7 separate regions of the Mus musculus genome follow, and regions 1, 2, 3, 4, 5 and 6 are each linked to region 7. The links are chromatin contacts, called in public HiChIP or PLAC-seq and promoter capture Hi-C maps. All regions are on one chromosome and are shown on one strand. The core of a region is the stretch at or near the end of the contact, and the rest is flanking DNA. Distances in the headings are between cores, read along the strand shown. Region 1 holds the start of Mto1 (mitochondrial tRNA translation optimization 1). Region 2 holds the start of Ddx43 (DEAD box helicase 43). Region 3 holds the start of Gsta4 (glutathione S-transferase, alpha 4). Region 4 holds the start of Ooep (oocyte expressed protein). Region 5 holds the start of Fbxo9 (f-box protein 9). Region 6 holds the start of D430036J16Rik (RIKEN cDNA D430036J16 gene). Region 7 holds the start of Cox7a2 (cytochrome c oxidase subunit 7A2).

Evidence for each region. Promoter capture Hi-C pulls out the DNA fragments that hold promoters and counts their contacts. HiChIP or PLAC-seq counts read pairs in DNA pulled down with a chosen protein or histone mark. Capture Hi-C pulls out chosen DNA fragments and counts their contacts.
Region 1: a promoter capture Hi-C map of pancreatic islet shows a contact between it and region 7. The contact joins the promoter of Mto1 here to the promoter of Cox7a2 in region 7. A contact is called at or near these places in 2 of 39 promoter capture datasets (hippocampal neurons and liver), 2 of 484 Hi-C or Micro-C datasets (cerebellum and uterus), 5 of 115 datasets of contacts at active chromatin or transcription factors (acute myeloid leukemia, embryonic forebrain, large pre-B cells and 2 more) and 1 of 9 other capture datasets (pancreatic islet).
Region 2: a contact with region 7 is called in a promoter capture Hi-C map of stem cell-derived epiblast-like cells, with 3 times the contacts expected there. The contact joins the promoter of Ddx43 here to the promoter of Cox7a2 in region 7. A contact is called at or near these places in 9 of 39 promoter capture datasets (the 3T3-L1 cell line, the C10 cell line, cranial neural crest and 6 more).
Region 3: a promoter capture Hi-C map of cranial neural crest shows a contact between it and region 7. The contact joins the promoter of Gsta4 here to the promoter of Cox7a2 in region 7. A contact is called at or near these places in 2 of 39 promoter capture datasets (cranial neural crest and embryonic stem cells).
Region 4: a contact with region 7 is called in an H3K27ac HiChIP or PLAC-seq map of embryonic stem cells, with 2.5 times the contacts expected there. The contact joins the promoter of Ooep here to the promoter of Cox7a2 in region 7. A contact is called at or near these places in 6 of 39 promoter capture datasets (cranial neural crest, erythroid cells, frontonasal cranial neural crest and 3 more) and 1 of 115 datasets of contacts at active chromatin or transcription factors (embryonic stem cells).
Region 5: a contact with region 7 is called in a promoter capture Hi-C map of pre-B cells, with 6 times the contacts expected there. The contact joins the promoter of Fbxo9 here to the promoter of Cox7a2 in region 7. A contact is called at or near these places in 5 of 39 promoter capture datasets (erythroid cells, hippocampal neurons, liver and 1 more), 1 of 115 datasets of contacts at active chromatin or transcription factors (astrocytes) and 1 of 9 other capture datasets (pancreatic islet).
Region 6: a contact with region 7 is called in a promoter capture Hi-C map of embryonic stem cells, with 5 times the contacts expected there. The contact joins the promoter of D430036J16Rik here to the promoter of Cox7a2 in region 7. A contact is called at or near these places in 1 of 39 promoter capture datasets (embryonic stem cells) and 1 of 115 datasets of contacts at active chromatin or transcription factors (stem cell-derived neural progenitor cells).

The regions. Positions count from the first base shown.
Region 1 is chr9:78,446,851-78,449,550 of GRCm38.p6, reverse strand. It overlaps Mto1 (mitochondrial tRNA translation optimization 1), which reads right to left and starts at 1,341. Exons shown (of 12, transcript NM_026658.2): 1 at 1,041-1,341; 2 at 1-132. The coding sequence starts at 1,254.
Region 2 is chr9:78,394,433-78,397,132 of GRCm38.p6, reverse strand. Ddx43 (DEAD box helicase 43) reads right to left here and starts at 1,356. Exons shown (of 17, transcript NM_001191044.1): 1 at 1,007-1,356. The coding sequence starts at 1,253.
Region 3 is chr9:78,190,613-78,193,312 of GRCm38.p6, reverse strand. It overlaps Gsta4 (glutathione S-transferase, alpha 4), which reads right to left and starts at 1,347. Exons shown (of 7, transcript NM_010357.3): 1 at 1,249-1,347.
Region 4 is chr9:78,377,276-78,380,105 of GRCm38.p6, reverse strand. Ooep (oocyte expressed protein) reads left to right here and starts at 1,518. Exons shown (of 3, transcript NM_026480.3): 1 at 1,518-1,752; 2 at 1,949-2,131; 3 at 2,415-2,830. The coding sequence starts at 1,578. The coding sequence ends at 2,551.
Region 5 is chr9:78,107,293-78,110,050 of GRCm38.p6, reverse strand. It overlaps Fbxo9 (f-box protein 9), which reads left to right and starts at 1,395. Exons shown (of 13, transcript NM_023605.2): 1 at 1,395-1,760. The coding sequence starts at 1,758. It also overlaps a transcript of Cilk1 not described here.
Region 6 is chr9:81,630,644-81,633,343 of GRCm38.p6, reverse strand. D430036J16Rik (RIKEN cDNA D430036J16 gene) reads right to left here and starts at 1,414. Exons shown (of 3, transcript NR_040395.1): 1 at 1,065-1,414. It overlaps Htr1b (5-hydroxytryptamine (serotonin) receptor 1B), which reads left to right. Exons shown (of 2, transcript NM_010482.2): 2 at 473-2,700. The coding sequence starts at 792. The coding sequence ends at 1,952.
Region 7 is chr9:79,758,502-79,761,285 of GRCm38.p6, reverse strand. It overlaps Cox7a2 (cytochrome c oxidase subunit 7A2), which reads left to right and starts at 1,433. Exons shown (of 4, transcript NM_009945.3): 1 at 1,433-1,646; 2 at 2,707-2,784. The coding sequence starts at 1,629. It also overlaps the pseudogene Gm51685.

The DNA.
Region 1 (2,700 bases), core at 92-2,591, 1.3 Mb after region 7:
GCCGGTTTAGCACTTTGTAATGTATACCAGACTGGTCACAGATCCGGGAACACAGACCATCCAAGGCATCCACTTCTCTCATCAAATGCCCCTTTCCGATGCCACCAAAGGAAGGATTACAGGACATCTGACCTAAAGAGAATGGATATGATCATAATAGAGTACCCTGTACATATTACTTAATAAAGAGTGCTCGGAAAGGTAATCAGACTAATCAGATTCATTTAAAACAATAAACCCCAACACGCTCTCCTCTAACTTCAAAGAGAGGAGGAATTAGCAGAAAATGGGCGACTCATTCCCGTTCTCTGCATTCCTATGGACTCTATCGTCTAAGCCAAGTTACCTTTCTTCTTTGAAGCCAAGGAATACTTGATAATGTACCACCTTCCTTCATCACTTTGGTCAGGCGTGATTGGGTACACCTTGAATCCCAGCACTCAGGAGGCTGAGGCAGATGGATCACTGTGACTTCCAAGCCAGCTTGGTCTACACAGCACTGTCTCATTTATGAGAATCATTAGTAGGCCTCTGAAATGTTTTTTAGACATATCCTACAGCGTTGATAGAACACAGGTTTTGCACTACTGTGTATATGTCTAAAAGAATTTAAATCTGTGTGAAGTGACAAGTGGACTTCTATATTTAACGAGACACTACTCGCCAGAGCCTAGAAGCGGGATCAGCCTAATGTTTATCAAGTGTCGGATGGATAATGAAAACGAGGTGCGTAAGCTGAGGCGCCTATCAGCACAAAACACGCAATGGAAATACGGAACGCGACAAGCGGCGGCAGAGCTTGACAAGCTCTCCGTGGACGCACCACGTCGGTCGCTTAACAAGACGGGTGTGAAAATGTTAACTCGGGATTTCTCTGAGATGACAATACGGGGAGGGTCAACCCAGCGACCTGCCCAGCAGCCGCCGTGGCTTTCAGTCCTCCGCTCCCTGACCCCGGGCACCGGCCACTCCGGTCCACCGCAACCCTGCCCGCGCTCGGTCGGACGTAGAGTTCCCGCCGCGGCCGCGGGGCTCCTCACCGATCGTGTCCACGCGGTGCGTGAGAAGCAGGGTCCGCGAGCCACAGCGAGCGGCGGCGGCGGCCGCCTCGGTCCCCGCGTGCCCTCCTCCGATAACTACCACGTCGAAGTGCGGGGTGCAGGGCGCCGCGCTGTCGCTGCGGAGGCGACGCAAAGGCAGCCGTCTGCCGAGGGACGCTGCGGCCCAATGGCCACGGCCTCGGAGAAGGAACATGTTGAGGGAAGCTAGCTAGAGACGCCCGGAACTGTCACCGGAGTAGAAGCCAGCTGGGCGTCGCCATCTTGGCCGAGTCAGCGCGTAGCGCGCCTGCGTCCAGCGACGCTTTTGATTGGCGGGTTGGAGCTTCGCCGCGGGGAGGTGCGCGCAGGCCCTGTGCGTTCTCCCCCCCCCTTCCTCCCCCCGCAGGTACTTTCAGCGCTGGCGGGAGATTCTATCTTGGAGGTTGAGGTTAGGCTTTTCCCGTGGACTTGTCTTTATCGCCAGGTTGCCACCTATGAACAATAAATTTGATCATTTCGCCTCAAAATCTTCTGAGAGGTTAGTCGACTAAGGCAATCCGAGTTCTAATCCTCATCTTGAAGGCCATCTGGGTCTACAAATGAATATCACGTCTCCAAATCAAAACTCCATTATTTATATACAGCTTAAACATTTTTTTGACATTTATTTTATGTGTATGATTGTTTTGCCTGTGCATGTGGTGTATGGGTGTGTGGGTGTGCGCGCGCGCCTCGATCTAGCCTATTCCCACAAAAGTCAGAAGAGTGCATCAGATTTTCTGGAGCAATAAAAGGTTATGAGCCACTATGTGGGTGCTGAGAATCAAACACGGCAGGTTCTCTGCAAAGAGCAAGAGATCTTGTTCACTGAGCCATTTCTCTGGTTCCTATTTAAACATAATATACACACAAGACATGGAGAATTAAAAAATGTGTAACTCCTACAAAGTGCTCTGTCCCTACTTTAAAGGAATGCCAGTCTTTTGTTGCTAGTAGCTATTTTTATATGCATATACAAGTTTTCCTCTGAGTTGAAATATTCCTTCCTAGAGGAGGGAGTCTCATAAAAGTCCAGAAGTGAACAAAGTTTACAGGTTCAGTCCCAGGAAGATTTATAAATTGCCAGGCCCACCCCTACTTCAGGCTATACAAGCAGGGACCATTGCTAGGGGGTAGACTCCAGGACCATCAGATGTGCAAGTCCTTCGGGGGCTCAGGGATACAACTTTTGTGAGTTGTCATCCATACTGCCCTGGACTTTTGTAATGCAGTCTTTGAGTCATCCACACTCCTGTAAATACCTCCAAAAAACTTATAGTTTCACTAAATTATATTTGAGTGGAATAATTTTCTTTGGCTTGTTCTTGGTGCCCTCAGGTAAATATACATTTATTCACATTTTCACAGGAGGGGGAAAACTCACACGGCACAGGAACGCTAGTATTTTGTATATAAATTCTGTGATTATACTATCTTTCACTTTATTCCCCTCCATTTAACTATATATATTTAAATTTTTAATTGCATGTATTCATTTGCATGTGAGTATGTGTATGGGCTTACTCATACTACAGTGCACATATGGAGATCTACTTGAGAGAGTCAGTTCTCCTCATCCTGTGGGTTCTGGGAATTGAACCCACATCATCAGATTTGACAG
Region 2 (2,700 bases), core at 107-2,606, 1.4 Mb after region 7:
TACTTCTTAACTATAGAAGTAAGGTGGGGCTGAGTAGCAGATTAGGGGTAAAGATAGGCTTAACTCTTATGAAGCTCTGGGTTCAATCCTGAGTTCAAAGAAAGAAAAAGAGAGGGAAGAAGGAAGTGGGGTGGGAGAAGATGAACAGTAGAGGAAAAAATAAAGATTGTCATATTTTAACACACACTGGAATAAACCATCTAGGTTGCAAGGCTAGGGATGTAGCTCAGGATGCACCTAATTATTTGGGATGCACTGGGTTCAATACCCAGAATAAGAAACAAACAAACAAACAAACACAGTAGCATGCACAACCAACGAGTCGTGTGTATTCCAATGCCTAGACTTCACTGCTTCTTGCAGCGGGTCTAATATCTGTCGCAAACCTATTGGTTCTCTGGTGAGCTTCCCGTTCAAATACTGGGCTTCTTGTTCAGATTGGGAGGGGTGGGGAGGGCGGGGGAGCTTGGACCCTGCAAACGGAATCTTTGTCTATTCTAGTAACCAGCCTTAAAACATACGATTAAATGCCACAAAGCAGGCTTTTAGAACTAAATATATTCACTTCACGGACCCCAACCCACCCCCCAAAAAGCCCTATAACTGAAACTAAGAATTGAAGCCAACTGAGGGAAACATCTCCATCACTGTAAAATGCATCTCAGAAAAGTTGAAAATTGCGCATCTAAGACTCCCGCGTACTGCTCTCCGCAGTTACATTCACCTCAAGTTAAACCTCCTGGCAGAGACGAAGCTGCGGCTCTGACCTGACACTAAAGCACACTAGGTGTGAAAACGACCTAGAGGGTGATGGCTGCACCTCCGCACTGAGCTGCTGGCCCCTGCGGGAAACCGGAAAGACCTTTACCGCGGATGCCGCGCGAGTCTTCCAGGAGGTTCTCTCCCACACACGCCCCGGCCCGCCATAGAACTGCGCCCCCGCGCTGCTGGAGCCCCGACGCCGCCGCCCCGTCATGCAGCGAGCCTGGGCGCCGCCGGCGCTCACCTATCACCGCGCCCACCACATCGTTCTTCACCCCGAAGCAGAGCGGCGGTTCGCGGCGGCCGGCGGCCGTAGCCTCGGCGGCCCCGGCGGGCTCTCTCCAGCCGCCGCCCGCACCCCTGCTACCGACCCGGCCTCTCCGGTTCGTCTCCTCCGTCGCTGTCCGGTCGGCGCCCCGGGACCCGGTCGAGCTTCGCCGGGGAGCAACGCCCGAGGAGGAAGCGTTGGCTGCGGGTTCCCGCCTAGACATGGCTCTGAGGAGAGCCGCGCGTCGCACGTCGTTCCAGACTCAGCTGCACAGGCCGCGGCGTCGGAAAAACTCCGCTGCCGCCCGCGAGCTCGCCCGCCAGTCCTCTGCGCGCTCATTGGCCGCCGCGCTTCGGGGGCGGGGCCTGGCTGGCCTGACCAATCGGCGCTTGCAACCGAGCGGCCACCTGGACCCCTATTTGCCCGGCTAGTGTCTGGCTGGGAACATCAGCTTGAGGACAGTGCGTCTCCGTGCCACGGAAACGATCCCAACCGTGCCTCGAAATTCAGGTTCATGACGGGCTAATGTACAGGCTTGAGATCTGGGGCAGGAGGGTCTGCGTGACAATTACTTTCAGGCTCTATCTTAAAATAACTCGATGAAAGCGCTTGCCTAAGCGCAGGATACCCTATCTACACTCCCCAATACCTAAAGTTAAAAAAAAAAAAAAATAGCACTGCCTGAAGCACACCCAGCTTTGCAAGGATTTTGGAGCTGGACACAGTCCTCCAGGCCTGGCCTAAGCTCCAGCATCCTTTGCTGGGATTGGGATCCTCGAATTGTCAGACTAGATCACAGGTCAACCATCCATCAAACAGAGGACACGCAGAATCTTAGCATTGAATGTCTTGTAGGAGACACTGAGGAAAAACTGGAAGGTTGGGTCCATCCTGGGTTAAATAAATTACATCAAATTATATTATATAATACTATGTATACTAATATCTTTGAAGATAGCCTTAATTCTCCTGCCTGGGAGTGGGCACTCAAGTGCTGGGCTTATAGATGAATTTCATGACACACAGATGTAGCAACAGTATCTCTTGATACAATACTCTCTGGGGGAATGTGAATAAAACACCAAACTATCAAAGCATCTTGGACTTACACAGAAACATCGAGCAAAATAAAAAATAAGCCAATCACAAAACATGTCTTGACTGTGCTTGAGGATTTAAAGTAATCCAAACAGCATAGAATGGGGGTGTGGACACGGGGGAGCCAGGAGAAGCCAGAAGTAGAGCAAATCTTAAATGTCCATGCAGACTCTGATCCTGAAGTGGGTGGATAACCGCCTTCAGAAGTGACTGCTGGTTTTGATGTGCTAACGTCGCTGGGTGTTTGTTGGGCCCGGCTGTTCATGAGAGGTTTTGTTTAGCAGCTTTCTTGCAATGCCTTTGTCTGGTATTAGCATTTGGGTAATGAACCTTTTCCAGAAACTAGAAGCAGAAAGAATTATATTCTACCTCCTCTGAGAAGGTCAGACTTTCCCGCCACAGATACTGAGCTGTTTTGGGAACTGGATTTTAAGCAATGACCTCTTAGTTTAGTCTCTTCTACTATAACCGATGTACTGCTCTGGAGAAATGATAGGGGTGCTGTCCACCGTCATGAGGGGAAAGCTGCTGGGTAAATTGGAAATCGTGACGACTCCTAGGAGGGAGAGGAG
Region 3 (2,700 bases), core at 98-2,597, 1.6 Mb after region 7:
CTGTTATCATTTCAAGGGTATTGGGTTCTGTTTCCTTCGAGGGCAGGAGCCATCTGCACCTGAGAAAAGTTGGTTGTTAATCAAAAGGGGGTATGAGTCTCAGGGGAGGCTACGGGATGCTGCTTTCTTGTTCCCAAGGCTGGCATTTGCGCTCCCGAGTACGTACACACACACACACACACACACACACACACACACACACACACACACACACACACACACACACACACACACACACACACACACACACACACACACGAGCATCGTCACAGGGAGGGAGTGCTAACTGCTCTGACTCCACACAGGGCCAGGAGAGTGTAGGATTTGATGTGCAGGTTTCTCAGGTCTCTTCAACTTTTGAAGTTATAATGTGTGAGGGTGTTTTGGTGTGCCCAGTCATACTTAAGCTGTGCACAGACAACGCACGCGTGTCCATTGGATAGATGTCCATTTGCTATTTTCTTCAGAATCATGAGAGACTAGAAGTTAGACAGACAGGGAGAGGGGCCATGGATATGTAAGAAACCTGATGAACTTCCAAGATGGCTGGCTTCTTCTATACCCTCCAGGCTGAGACAAAAGCCTGGCCCCTTAAAACCAGGGCCTTGCAGGCTTTTACCTCCCAGCAGCAGGCCACTGCTGAGGGACTAACTCAACACCTTCTAGGCCATCTGGATTAGGGCTGGTTTACACGAGAGTCACAGGCCAGAGAAACTTCTTTTCTTTAAAGTGATTACCCTATATTGGGGGGGGGGGGTCTTCAGAGACTAAACAAACAAACAAACAAACAAATCCAGCCCTCGAGAAGAGATCGGGGATTTTTAGATTTTGTGGCTTCAGTGTTGCAGATCTTTTCTCTGTGTGTCTGCTGCATGTGGGTGGTTGCTTGCCTCCAGCAAGCCCCCTTCTTCAGCTGCTGAGTCTCTGCTCCTGTCTGCAGGGTTTGAGATTTCTTCACTGCTATCTGTTGCAGTTGAAATTCCTCCTGCCTTTTAATTACTTAAATGGCAGAGAAAACGAACCCTACCAAGACCTTTAGACCATACCAACCGCTCATCTACTAGGCAGAAAAAATTTGTGCCTTTTATTTGGCCTAAACAAGCTTTGAGATAGTGAACAGCAAATAAATCACAAAGTTAAAACAATTGCGGATTATAAACTGTAGCTTTAGCAAAATTATGTAACTACTCAGTGCAAGAGGAGTACACACACACACACGCACGCACACACATGTACGCACTCACTCACCTTATTCTTGTGGGATTGTTGTCTCCAGGCACTGGAAAGAAGCGGTTCTGCGAGCGAAAGTTCACCGTCCTGCAGGTCGTTTTGGAAGCTCCGCCCACCAGCCATTGAACATTTAAGAAATGTACACGCCCCCTAGGCACGTTGGTTAACGCTTTGTTTCCCGGGGAGAAGAACAGGTTTGCTCTAAAAGTTTTCGCTGACTCATTACTGAGTACACTCTTTGGGGGTGCTGACGCGAGGACTCCGATTCCTGTGCTGGAAGTGTTTACATTCTCTACGGGGGAACCCAGTAATATAAGCAGTTCAGATAAATGCACTGTATTCAAAATAACTATAACATCAACCTATTGAAAGGTTAGAGCTTGCAGATTTGTGAATTCATTGTATTCATTGCCAACAAAAGTACAGTAGAGAGGAATCAGCGACTGGGAGCATCGTGCTGTGGTCCATTCTTGTGATGCTAAAATAGACACTCAAGACTTTATTTTTGAAAACAAATTAGAGACGTACAGTTCTGGAGGTTGGGCAAGCCAAAATTGAGGGGCTTTCTTTCACTTGCTGAGGATGGGGTAAAATAAAAGAAAAAAAAAAGTGTGCCCTCCCTTGACGAGAGAGAAAGCGGCAAGCTCGTGCATTCACCTTAGGGGTGGACTCCCGATGAATGGGAAACTTTGCCCCCTCCCTCTCTTTCTCCTTAAAGAATTTTTTCCCCTTTCATTTTACCCTGTAGAATGGGGCAGATGGTTAAAAAGGCATGACCGCCATTCCTGGAACAGTCATAGGCAGCCCATCAAGAACCGTTTGTAGTTAAGGTTACAGGTGGGGCATAGCTCTGCCTTTGAGAAACAGAGGTACAGTCATGAACAGGAATAAACCTAGTTTGTCTTTACTGTAGGACGGCTTTGAAGCCTAAAACTGAGGCAAGCTAGTTCTTCAGTACCTAACCCGCTCCTCAGTGACATTAATTCACTCGTGACAGCGGAGCCCTCATCCACCTTATCACCTCTTTAAAAGTGCTGCCCCTCAAACCAGTTGCCCCAATGCAAAATGGCTTACGTTTCTGTAACAGGCTGGCAAAAATACATTTGAAAAGAGACACTTTGTGTCTCTCAGTCCGACTATCAGACTACGGAAACAATGGACCTCAAAGAAAAGGGACACTCCCCAGGAATCCAGTCAGAGGGGGATCTTGTCTCCTGGGAAACATTCCTTTGGCACAGTTTCTAAGAGTTAGTCAGAACGTCTTACAAGATGAGACTGAAGCACAGAAAAGCAGTGAGCACACGTGACCACTGCCTAGACCAGGACCGCTTAGATGTGCGTGCCTGAGGCTCTCTGGTTAAACTCTGAACTCACTTCAGTACCTGGAAGATGGACTTGAGGTGGGGAAGATGGGTGTGTCCCTGGATGCCTGGATCCCTGTTCTTTTTCCATATTGACTAAGTTTCCTTT
Region 4 (2,830 bases), core at 269-2,768, 1.4 Mb after region 7:
AGCATGTCTGGATACAGAGAACAGGAAAAGAGTTGGAGAAAGATGCTGATGTTGAACGGCTACACATCCCTAGGTGTTGTGAAAGCGATTCTCTCTGCCTCCTGCCCCAACACAAGGAGTTAAGATTAGACTGAGAAGCAAGACAAGAAAGAATAAAACTTAGAGAAAACAGGATGGATCTCTCACAGTACCCTGCTGCACGAACTGTAAGCTGTTCTGACCAGTCCCTCCAGAGATAACAGGGGAGACAAAAGTGTTGGAAGTCTTGGTTGTTGCTTGGCTTGGGTTGGGTACAAAGAGTTTAAGGCTACAGATAAAATGAGGTGCAATAGTCACATGACCTCCACCTTCCTCTTAATCAAACTCAAACCCAGACAGCTGGAGGTTAAGACAGTTGGCACTCCTGTCTCCCCCCACCCACCAAGCCTATCAAAGAGTGGGAGCATTTTAACTCTCTGGGGGCTGGCATGGGCTTAGCAAGTAAGGTACAGTGATATTATCTACCTGGGATGCTAGGATTAAAAAACAACAACCAAACAACAACAAAACCCCCCAAAACAAACAAACAAAAAACTCTGCCTCCAAAACAAAAGGAAATCACAAATTAACTGTCGTCCAGATGAGAATGGTCAGGGATTGTCTTCCTCACAGATCTTTGAAAAACTGATGCAGACAAACAACACTTGTGGCTAGCCCCAGCTCCCTAAGGGAATCTGAAAATACAGACACAGGGTGTGTGTGTGGTGGTGGTGGTGTCGGGGGAGGGTAACATAGGGTTGGGCTTGGTGTGTGCTTGTTGGTTTTTGTTTTTGTTTTTGGTTTTTCGAGACAGGGCTGGTGTGTGCTTGTTAAGTAAAAGTAACTTCAGCTGGGAGCATCTCCAGAAAACAGCTCAAGCAAATGTATGGACCTGCGGGAAGCTGTTCTGTATTTCCAGAGGGCAGGCAGGCTTGTCAGCACTGCTGACAGAAACAGAGCAGCCCTCGGGACAGGGAATGACAACCAGCGAGACATGCAAACCTTGACAGACATCGTTGTATTAGGTTTAAAATGATTAAAAAAAAAAAAAAACCTTAATCAGGAATTAATTCCACTTAAAGAAGAAATGACACAGGATTAGAAATAAAATCTGTCAAACTTGTGATGTTTGTTTCAAAACCCACTTCTGTCTTTTAGATTAAAACACGAATCTGTGTTGTAAAGGATTTCTAAAGGTAACAATTCAGACAGCAGACGAGGCACATTCTACAGACTCTACTAGCCTACCCTGGGCTATATCTTTGAAAGTAACACGGAATTAAGTAGAGCACAGGAGGTGATTCCAATTAAGCCACCAAATCAAATTCTTCGTGTCAGCAGTATCCTGGGCAGGGCCTAGAATGTGACAGTCTGAAGACCTGGTAGAGGACCTTTGTTAGTGTTGGCAGACCCAGCCTACCCACTTGCGCGGTGCGCGCCTTGCTGGAGGGGGGGGGGGGGCGCCGGCGTGGCATAGAAGGGGCGGGGTCGGGCTGGGCAGCTTTGAAAAGCGAGACCAGACCGGCTGCCAAGCAGCGCCCCGTCCTCCTGCTTGCAGTATGGCATCCCACACGGCTGATGCTGACGCCAAGCCAGACTCTGACTCTCAGAAGCTGCTTAACGTCCTGCCTGTGTCCCTGAGACTTCGCACTCGGCCCTGGTGGTTCCCAATTCAGGAAGTCAGTAATCCTCTGGTGCTCTACATGGAAGCCTGGGTGGCAGAAAGGGTCATAGGTGAGCTCACCCCAGGGGGGTCTGGGTTAGCTCTCTGTATCCTTTTAGGGGCAGCAAAGGTTTGGGTTAGCTCTCTGTACTCTGCTAGGGGCAGCAAGTCCATGCCCCATCCCTCAGTCTAATCTGCCCTTCAAAGACCGCGCCTTCCCATCTGAAGCCGTTCTAATTGCTTAGAGTCTCTTCCTCACCTGTTTAGGCACAGACCAAGCGGAAATCTCAGAAATAGAGTGGATGTGCCAAGCCCTGCTGACAGTGGACTCCGTCAACTCTGGGAACCTAGCTGAAATCACCATCTTTGGACAACCCAGTGCACAGACGCGAATGAAAAATATTCTCTTGAACATGGCGGCCTGGCACAAAGAAAACGAACTCCAAAGAGGTAAGGGATTTTGACGACCCACCTGGGGAGTAAGCCGCGGGAGAGTCTCAGCTTCTCACAATTTCTTTCAGTTTCCAAACACCAGGAAACTACATTGTCCCTGGGTATCCCTTTCCAAAGCCCTTAAATGGCAGGAAGGTAGGGAAAGACCGACACACCAAGGTCCATTAACCCCCCCTGCTCAGCCATAGGCACCAGTCTTCCCAGATTCCAGGTCCAGAAGCCCTTCTCTTTAAAACTCTGCGCCCCTCCCGCCTGACTGTTGGTGTTGATCCTTTTCCAGCTGTGAAGGTGAAAGAAGTTGAAGAGTTCTTGAAAATTCGTGCCTCCTCAATCCTAAGCAAGTTAAGTAAGAAAGGGCTAAAACTGGCTGGCTTTCCGCTTCCGCTGGAGGGAAGAGAAACACAGATGGAGTCTTAAATCACTACACGTATTTTCTTACCCGCCTTCACGAGCACCTCCTGTTTATTTTTCTTTGCAAATAGCAATTTGTAGAACTATTCCAATATAAAAAATTTTTTTTGGTATGCTGTTGGTTTGATCACATACAGTAAAATTTATAAACACTTGAGTATTCAGTTGATGGTTCGGGGAGTATGTAGGTTGTATTCCTACGGTTTCTAACAACACTTCAGTCTGGCCCTCAAGAATGGCACAGTTGACTTAAAAGTGGGCCCTAACTCCTGTGTCAAGCAAGTT
Region 5 (2,758 bases), core at 146-2,645, 1.7 Mb after region 7:
CTTGGTCTCTAGCTAGAAAAAGTTTACCTGGTTCTGCCTGAATCTCATGGTGGCTTCTAGGGAATGACACCCTAGATTCTGGAAGAAAAATGACATTGTCTTAAATTGATTTCACCTTCCTAGGGGTAATCCCATGGGCCAAGTCCCTGACCTATATCCCACTAGATTAGTCTATAAGGGAGGAGCCAAGGACAGTCTCCACCTAGAGGTGGATTCCATTATTTACAAAATCTGCCGAGAATAGGTGACAGTGCTCAGCCCTAAATGGGACATATCTATATCCACTCCCCAGCCCCCAGCTCCGGGAACATTAAAGAAGATGGGGTGGAGAGAATGTAAGAGCCCGGGGACAGGAAAGAGTGTTCCGAGATGCTGTCTTTTGGATATGTCACGACAGGTGTATTCATCAGCCTACTGAAATTATGATAATTTCTACAAAATCAGGCCCAAAAGATAAGGCAATATTCCAGCATTAACTGGACTCAGTGGAATACAAACTAACTAAATAGACAACATACACAGGATTTGCAATTTCTTACTGTAATCAAGTTGCACCCCTCCCCTTTTACCTCCATGTCTTTGCCGAAGACGTACTTCATTTCTGAGCTCCAGAATAAAGTAGCACAATAAAATTTTAAGTTCTGTGAAGTCGGGTGAATGTAGCGTCCTGGCTGTTAGGTTCTAACACTTACAGAAACTCAATAAATGTTGTCTAAATGTCTGTCAGAGGCCAGGAAGCCCGTAAGTTTTGCTAGCATATGCCTGTAGGTGAAAAAGTTCTAAAATGTGCAATCCAAGTGCCTTCTATTGACGTGGAATCGGATGTTTGGACTGTAAGAAGTGGCACCGGGTTGGGGGTGGGTGGGTGTAAGTTCCGGCTCAACGTGGAACATTTGACTACAAATCCCAGCGTCCCTTGTAGTGTCCACTCCTTCAGGAGTCGGGTTTCAGGCCTTGAAAAGGGCCGTCCTTCCCCCGTTGTATTGTGGGATCTGTAGTTCGACGTGACTTGCGTTGGCTGTTACCACTCTCCGGCTGCACACATGAGCGTACGTTTTCTTCGGTTCAGAGTCTGTGGGGTTCAATGATTGTTGAGTTTTCGCTCTCTTTTCTCATTCTGACAGGGCACCCAGTGTCCAGGGCGCCTAAAGTACTGTCCCCTAATGTCCAATTAGGATCGACTCAGGGGGCTCTACTCCAAATTCAGGTTCAAACATTTTGAGCTAACGTCTGCTCCTTCCTGCCTGGGTGTTCTCAGCATCAAACAGGCGGGCTGAGTGAGGCGGGCCAGCTTAGCTCCACCGACGGCTGCACACAGTAGGCCCATCACCCTAGCTCGCGACGGGTGGCTGGTAGCCAAGCAGGCGGCGGCGACGGCGACGACGGCATTGCGCATGCGCGGCGCGGCGGCGCAGTTTCCGCAGCAGAGCAGGCAGCTCCGCCGCTGCGTCCAGACGTCTCCTGCTGGGCCGACGCTCAGCTCTTCGCTCGGTGCTCGGCCTCCGCTGGCGACCGGCGACCCCTCCGCAGCTCGAGTCCCCGGCCGCCGCAGCGCGCCTGCCTCCGGCCCCCTGTCCCGCGAAAATGGCTGCCGTACGCCGGGCCCGCAGTTATTGCCGCTGCCTGGTGCGCTTCTCCGACCGAGAACTCTGCTAAGCCGCGCTGCAGCAGACGGGCAGGAGTAGACACCGGGCAGCCGCCACCCCTCCGGGAGCCGGGCGCGGGAAGCCCCTCGACTGGGCCGGCCGCCGGCCAGCATGGTAACCGAGGAGGGAGGGCAGCAAGGGCCGGGTGGTGAGGGCAGGGTTTGACGGATAGCCGAGGAAAGGCCCGCTTCGGTCACTCCAGACTGTCCGAGCTGGGAGTCGGGTCTCAGGTGACCTGTCCTGGCTTCTGCACAAGGGAGGTGGCCCTGGCAAGCGGTGACACTTGTTGATCGCTTCTGTTCTGGCAGCCCGGCCCATAGATGATTTCGGGAGCTCCACGTTTGGGACGCACGCCCTCGAGGTGTCAGTGGCCCTGGTAGGATATTCGCAGGCAGTGCTGGCAAACTGGACTTGGAGGGATTCTTGCCAAGTTTCTTGATAGCGAGGGCCTAAGCCGCTTCTCTGCTGTGCGGACGGAGAGACTGCGCCAAGCTCCATGTGTGACAGCTCCGGTCTCACGGGACTGTTGCATGGAGTATGTAGGCTCTGCAGTGACTTAAGAAACTAGTTTCCGGCTAGGGCTGGATGATTTAAGAATGAAAGATACCAGACTGACTGGGAGAACACTCAAGTGGCTTTTTTTTTTTTTTTAACATGAATTGGCTGCAACGGTTTATTTTATGAAACTAGTCTGGTGCACAGAAAACACACTAATTGATTCTTCTTCTAAACTTTCAAAAGTAGTCCTCAAACCACGATTAAGCCCTTAACCTTCTTTATGTTCAGTTAATCTCATCTGCGAAGAAACTAACCCACTAAACTATACCATGATGCTTGAGTAATTTTCAACTATGAAAATACTGATGATTAACTAAGCTCCTGCTTATTTCAAGTGGGATTAAAATCGACTAAATGTAGTAAAATTCCAGTTCCTACTGTCAAAATCAAGGTTAACAATGGATTCTGTTCTGAGATAGGCATTCTGTATTCAACTAGTTATTTTTGAGCCTCCGACTAGCCTGGCATGGTGTGGGGTTTGGTGCAGTACCAGATCTTCAATATTAGCAAACCTATTAACTGTGATCTGTGATAAACTTTTAATCACATCTGAA
Region 6 (2,700 bases), core at 165-2,664, 1.9 Mb before region 7:
GCGGCATGGCTCCCAGCGGCGCTGCTGGAACCCTGGAGGTGGTGACAGCTGCAGGGCGGCTCGAACTGCCGCAGCTCGGGCCCCAGAGTCTCCCCTCTGGTGGCCGGGTCTCCACGGGGCAGCTCGCTGGTGTGGCCAGCGTGTGAAAAGGGAGGGAGTGCGGCGCCCAGGCTGCTGGCGCCGCGCGGCTGGCTCGCAGACTTCACAATCCCCAAGTCAGGCGGCGGCCAAAGAAAGTGGCGGAGCTCCGGGCTTGTAGGGGGCATGGGGTGGGGATGCAAGCCCAGGACTCTGCACTGGCCTGCAAGCTTCGGTCTGCACAGCCAGCAAACTCCTTCGGGCGGAGTCTGCAGATTCCGGAGCGCCCGGGTTAGGAGAAGCTGAGACCTGAGCAATTGGGGTAAGAGGTCCCACTAGACCCCGAGACCCCTCTACAAGCGATACTTAGTCCTTCTCCACTGTTTGCCTCCAGGGAACCTGAGAGAAGCTGGACTGGGTGGGCCAGTGCTTTATTCACCCGGGCGAAGACGGGGAGTGGAGAGGAGCTAGCAGACGCGGCAGCAGCGCCTGGCGCACTGGAAGTGCAGGGGACGCGCCCGCAGGCTTGGTGGCCGCGCCTGTGACCTCTCCTTTGGGCTGAGAACACAGGCGGAGGAGTTACTGAGGAGCCCACGGAACTGGCTAGCCAAAGGAGACAAGCCTATAGTCTCCATGATCCTCCCGTCCTCTGTTCTTTCCCTGGTCCGCTCCATGTTCAAGAGCTGCGCTCCGCAGCCAGGACGAGGAGAGCTATGGAGGAGCAGGGTATTCAGTGCGCCCCGCCGCCTCCCGCCGCCTCCCAGACAGGGGTACCTCTCACCAACCTCTCCCACAACTGCAGCGCCGACGGCTACATTTACCAGGACTCCATCGCCCTGCCCTGGAAAGTCCTGCTGGTTGCTTTGTTGGCGCTCATCACCTTGGCCACCACGCTCTCCAACGCCTTTGTAATCGCTACGGTGTATCGGACCCGGAAGCTACACACCCCGGCTAACTACCTGATCGCCTCTCTGGCAGTCACTGACCTGCTCGTGTCCATCCTGGTGATGCCCATCAGCACCATGTACACGGTCACTGGACGCTGGACACTAGGCCAGGTGGTCTGCGACTTCTGGCTGTCGTCGGATATCACCTGTTGCACTGCTTCCATCATGCATCTCTGTGTCATCGCCCTGGACCGCTACTGGGCCATCACCGATGCGGTGGAGTATTCTGCTAAAAGGACTCCCAAAAGGGCGGCCATCATGATCGTGCTGGTGTGGGTCTTCTCCATCTCTATTTCGTTGCCACCCTTCTTCTGGCGTCAAGCCAAAGCAGAGGAGGAGATGCTGGACTGCTTTGTGAACACCGACCACGTCCTCTACACGGTCTACTCCACGGTGGGCGCTTTCTATTTACCCACCCTGCTCCTCATCGCCCTCTATGGCCGCATCTATGTGGAAGCCCGCTCTCGGATTTTGAAACAGACACCCAACAAGACCGGCAAGCGCTTGACCCGAGCCCAGTTGATAACAGACTCCCCGGGATCCACATCCTCGGTCACCTCCATTAACTCCCGGGCTCCGGACGTGCCCAGTGAGTCCGGGTCTCCTGTGTACGTGAACCAAGTCAAAGTGCGAGTCTCAGACGCCCTGCTGGAAAAGAAGAAACTCATGGCCGCTAGGGAGCGCAAAGCCACCAAGACCCTAGGGATCATTTTAGGAGCATTTATTGTGTGTTGGCTGCCCTTCTTCATCATCTCCCTGGTGATGCCTATCTGTAAGGATGCCTGCTGGTTTCACATGGCCATTTTTGACTTCTTCAATTGGTTAGGCTATCTTAACTCCCTCATCAACCCCATCATCTACACCATGTCCAATGAGGACTTCAAACAAGCGTTCCACAAACTGATACGCTTTAAGTGCGCAGGTTGACTTGTCAATGGCAGTGGGGTCGCCTAAGCGACCTTTGGGGACCAAGTTGGGTCTTTTCACAGGTAGGTCAAATCTTCTTTCCCTGTTACTGGGTGGAAGCAAGGCTCTCTCTTCTGGGCAAGGGCAATGGATCCTCAGAGGCCCCGGCAGAAGCCTAGCTTCTCTGAGAGAGCACTCTGGAATGTGAACAACGCAAACTACTGTAAAGCTTCCATACCCGAGGAACTTAGCTTCCTCCACTCAAAGTCCGGGCTCAGCACAGATCCTCCAGCAGCCATTCACACAAAAGGTTGCAACTTTTTAACATTGGTGATGGATGGGTATCCCTGCCCCGTTTTGTATCATGGATGTTGTTGCCCTCTAAGCCAGTAGCACTTGTAGATGTTGTCTGAGGCCTGAGACACCTCTACATACAGCCTGGCAGTACTTGAACTTGACAATTAATACTCTATGCTCTGGGGAGAACTCTGTGTTACAGCTTAAGTTTTAAACACTTTGGCATCCTTCAGTCTTCATTTATTTATTTAAATTTGGTCGGAGAAACTTGTGGATTTGGTGCTTCAAACACTGAATGTGGCTTGGACGGCACAGAGCAACCTTGAAGAGTTAACAGCAAAATTCTGATGCTAAGATCTCTATTTTTATTACAATCAAAAATTATATGGGGGTGGTGGGTGGGCATGGGAGAAGGGGAGTGATACTCAGAATCAACACCTAAGATTGTTTGTTTTCTGCAGATTTCTAATTT
Region 7 (2,784 bases), core at 184-2,683:
TAAACTCTTGGTTCTTCTTGGACAGTCACTATTCCTAGGAATGTCAAACAGTATGCACTTAGTGTTGGTTAGTAGGCCTATTTTTTTCTAAGATTTACTTATTATTATATGTAAGTAGCTGACTTCAGACACACCAGAAGAGGTAATCAGATCTCATTATGGGTGGTTGTGAGCCACCATGTGGTTGCTGGGATTTGAACTTAGGACCTTCAGAAGAGCAGTCAGCGCTCTTACCCGTTGAGCCATCTCACCAGCCCCCCTAGTAGGCCCATTTTTATTAGTGTTAGGGGAATGGTAAGTATACAGTCGGTTCTGGGAAAACTTATATCCTGTGGTGAAACAGCGACAGCAGCACAAACTTTAACGAATTCCAATTACAGACAATAAATGTAAAAAACAAAACAAAAAAAAAAAAAAAACAAAACTCCCCATCCCCAGCTGTTGGTAATTATGCTCGATGGTACATTGAATAATTAAGAGGTGGTAGAAAAAAAGTCAGTTATAATGGGTGTTTATAAACTTGGTAAGGAAGAAAATTTAGACTGTGTTGGGGGTACAGTAGGTTATGAAGAAAAAAGTACCCCAAGATTTGAAGGAATTAAGCATTACCAGTTTTTATTCACGCAACACTGTGGAACCCGTTTATCATTAGCTTTTACCTGAAATGGCAATGAAGTCGTTTCTGAGTTTGCAAAAGGGTGGAAAGACATTTGTATTGTTGAGTAGATTATTTTTACTTGTACATTAGTGTGCAGAAGAATAAAGGCAGTTGTAAGGAGGAATAGTTATGCAAGACTGATGCAAAATGCTAACAGCCTATCTGTAAAATACGCGCACTTCTGACAGCTCCATCCAGGAGTGAAATGTGCTGCGGATCTGAGAAAGCACGACACAGTCGATATTTGTGTTGAACGTGGATTTAAAAATGTATTCCCCTCTTTTCAGCGTTTTCCCAGACTCAATAACGAAGTCAGCCAGTTCCAGTCTGGGGACACAGGAAGAGCTTCCAGCACAAGGAGTTTAGCAGAAGATCCACAGGTTGGCATACCTGTGGATGCCAACATCGGTCGTTCCTATATGATCTCAGCACAAAGACTAACGCCTCCCACTTTCATCTGTGGAAGACAAACCCTAAAACTGGACTCTATCCGTATTAAGAGGAGCTTTTGAATATTTAAGCTTGTACGACGTAGCTTTGACATCCATTGTTCCTTCAGACTGTAAACAATGGCTCAAAGCCTTCTCACAAGACAAGCTACTTTCCGGGTAGTCTGGTTGTCCACTGACTTCACCAGAGCGTATGAAGAGGGCTGCAAGACTTCACGCCTCTCCATTGCGGGTGGCGTTTGCTTTCCATTGTGATTCTGGGTCCGGCGGCAGGCGCGGCAGGGCGGAGCCAAGTGGTAAGGATAGCTTCGGAGGTCCGGAGGCTAGACGGGCCGCTGCGAGAAGTCGCTCTGGCTCGCCTTCCGCTCTCTATGGTCGGGAGCGCGAGCCCCTCCTCTTCCCGGAACGAGCCCTCTTGCTCGACGCGCGCGCAGCGCTAGGAGGGAGTTCCGTTTCCGGTCTGGTGGCTTTCGATTTTTGGCGTTCAGTAGTCGCGGTTGGTGGGTAACAACCGAGCCAAGATGTTGCGGAATCTGCTGGTAGGTAGCTTTGGGGGTTTGGCTGGTACTGGAGTGTCGGGGCGGAGGGTCAGGCATCCTGACAGAAAGGCGTGCTGGAAATGTGGCAGAAGACAGCAGCCGGAGTCACCTTGGCCGCGCGTCCTTTTCCCTGACCTTCCGTCCACTCGCCCCTGGCTGTTTCTGGGTAGTCGTAGAGGGAAGAGCAGGATCGCATTTGGTTCTTGGTCACTACAGCTTACCGTTGCTTATGGCTATGACTGTAGCTCTGACGTAGGCTCCAGTGGGGGGATCTTGGACACCTGGAAAACCTAGGTGGAAGGTGGCTTTTTGTTGTCATTTTGTTTTGTATCATAGTGAAAAGATAAAATTTTACCTGATTCAAAGAAGTAAGCCAAAGAACTAAATTGTACAGTTTTAGTTGGGATTTAATGGGTTTCATGATTGAAGTGTAATGACGATTCAGAATTACCTTTAACACTTGGTGAATATTTCTCCAAAATTTAAAAAGGTGTGTTTTGATTTTATTTTGTAATCGTTTAACACAATTAAGACTTAACACCAATTACATTTTTCTTAGATGTCCAGGAGTGTTCTAGCATGTGCCCTCCACTGCAAAGTAATTTTTCAGTGCCTTGGCTATCCTGGAACTAAATCTGTAGACTAGCATGGCCTCTGCCTCCCTAGTGCTGCGATTAAAGTCTTGAGCCTCCACTACCCTGCCAGGAATAGATTTTTGACATAGGCAAATATTAAATGAAAATGTTAGAACTTATAAGATGTCTATATCATTTATTTTTCTGTATATCAGCATGTTTTGTTCTATAAAATACTACTGATTAATTTCAGGCACAGGTTATATATAGGTCATGGTTTCTGAAGACTATGATATGTAACATGAAGCACAGAGCAGAGAATAGACAACATGTAGAAAATCTGGATGCTAGTCTTGGATAGTACTGACAAGTTCGATAATGCTTTAAATCTCAGCTTCCTTTCAGTGTGAAGGGTTGGAAGTTGCCTTTACAGGTTTCTTTGGACTCTTAGGTCTTGTTCGATGCATGTGAATTTTCTGTTTCAGGCCCTTCGTCAGATTGCCCAGAGGACCATCAGCACCACTTCACGAAGGCATTTTGAAAACAAGGTTCCAGAGAAACAA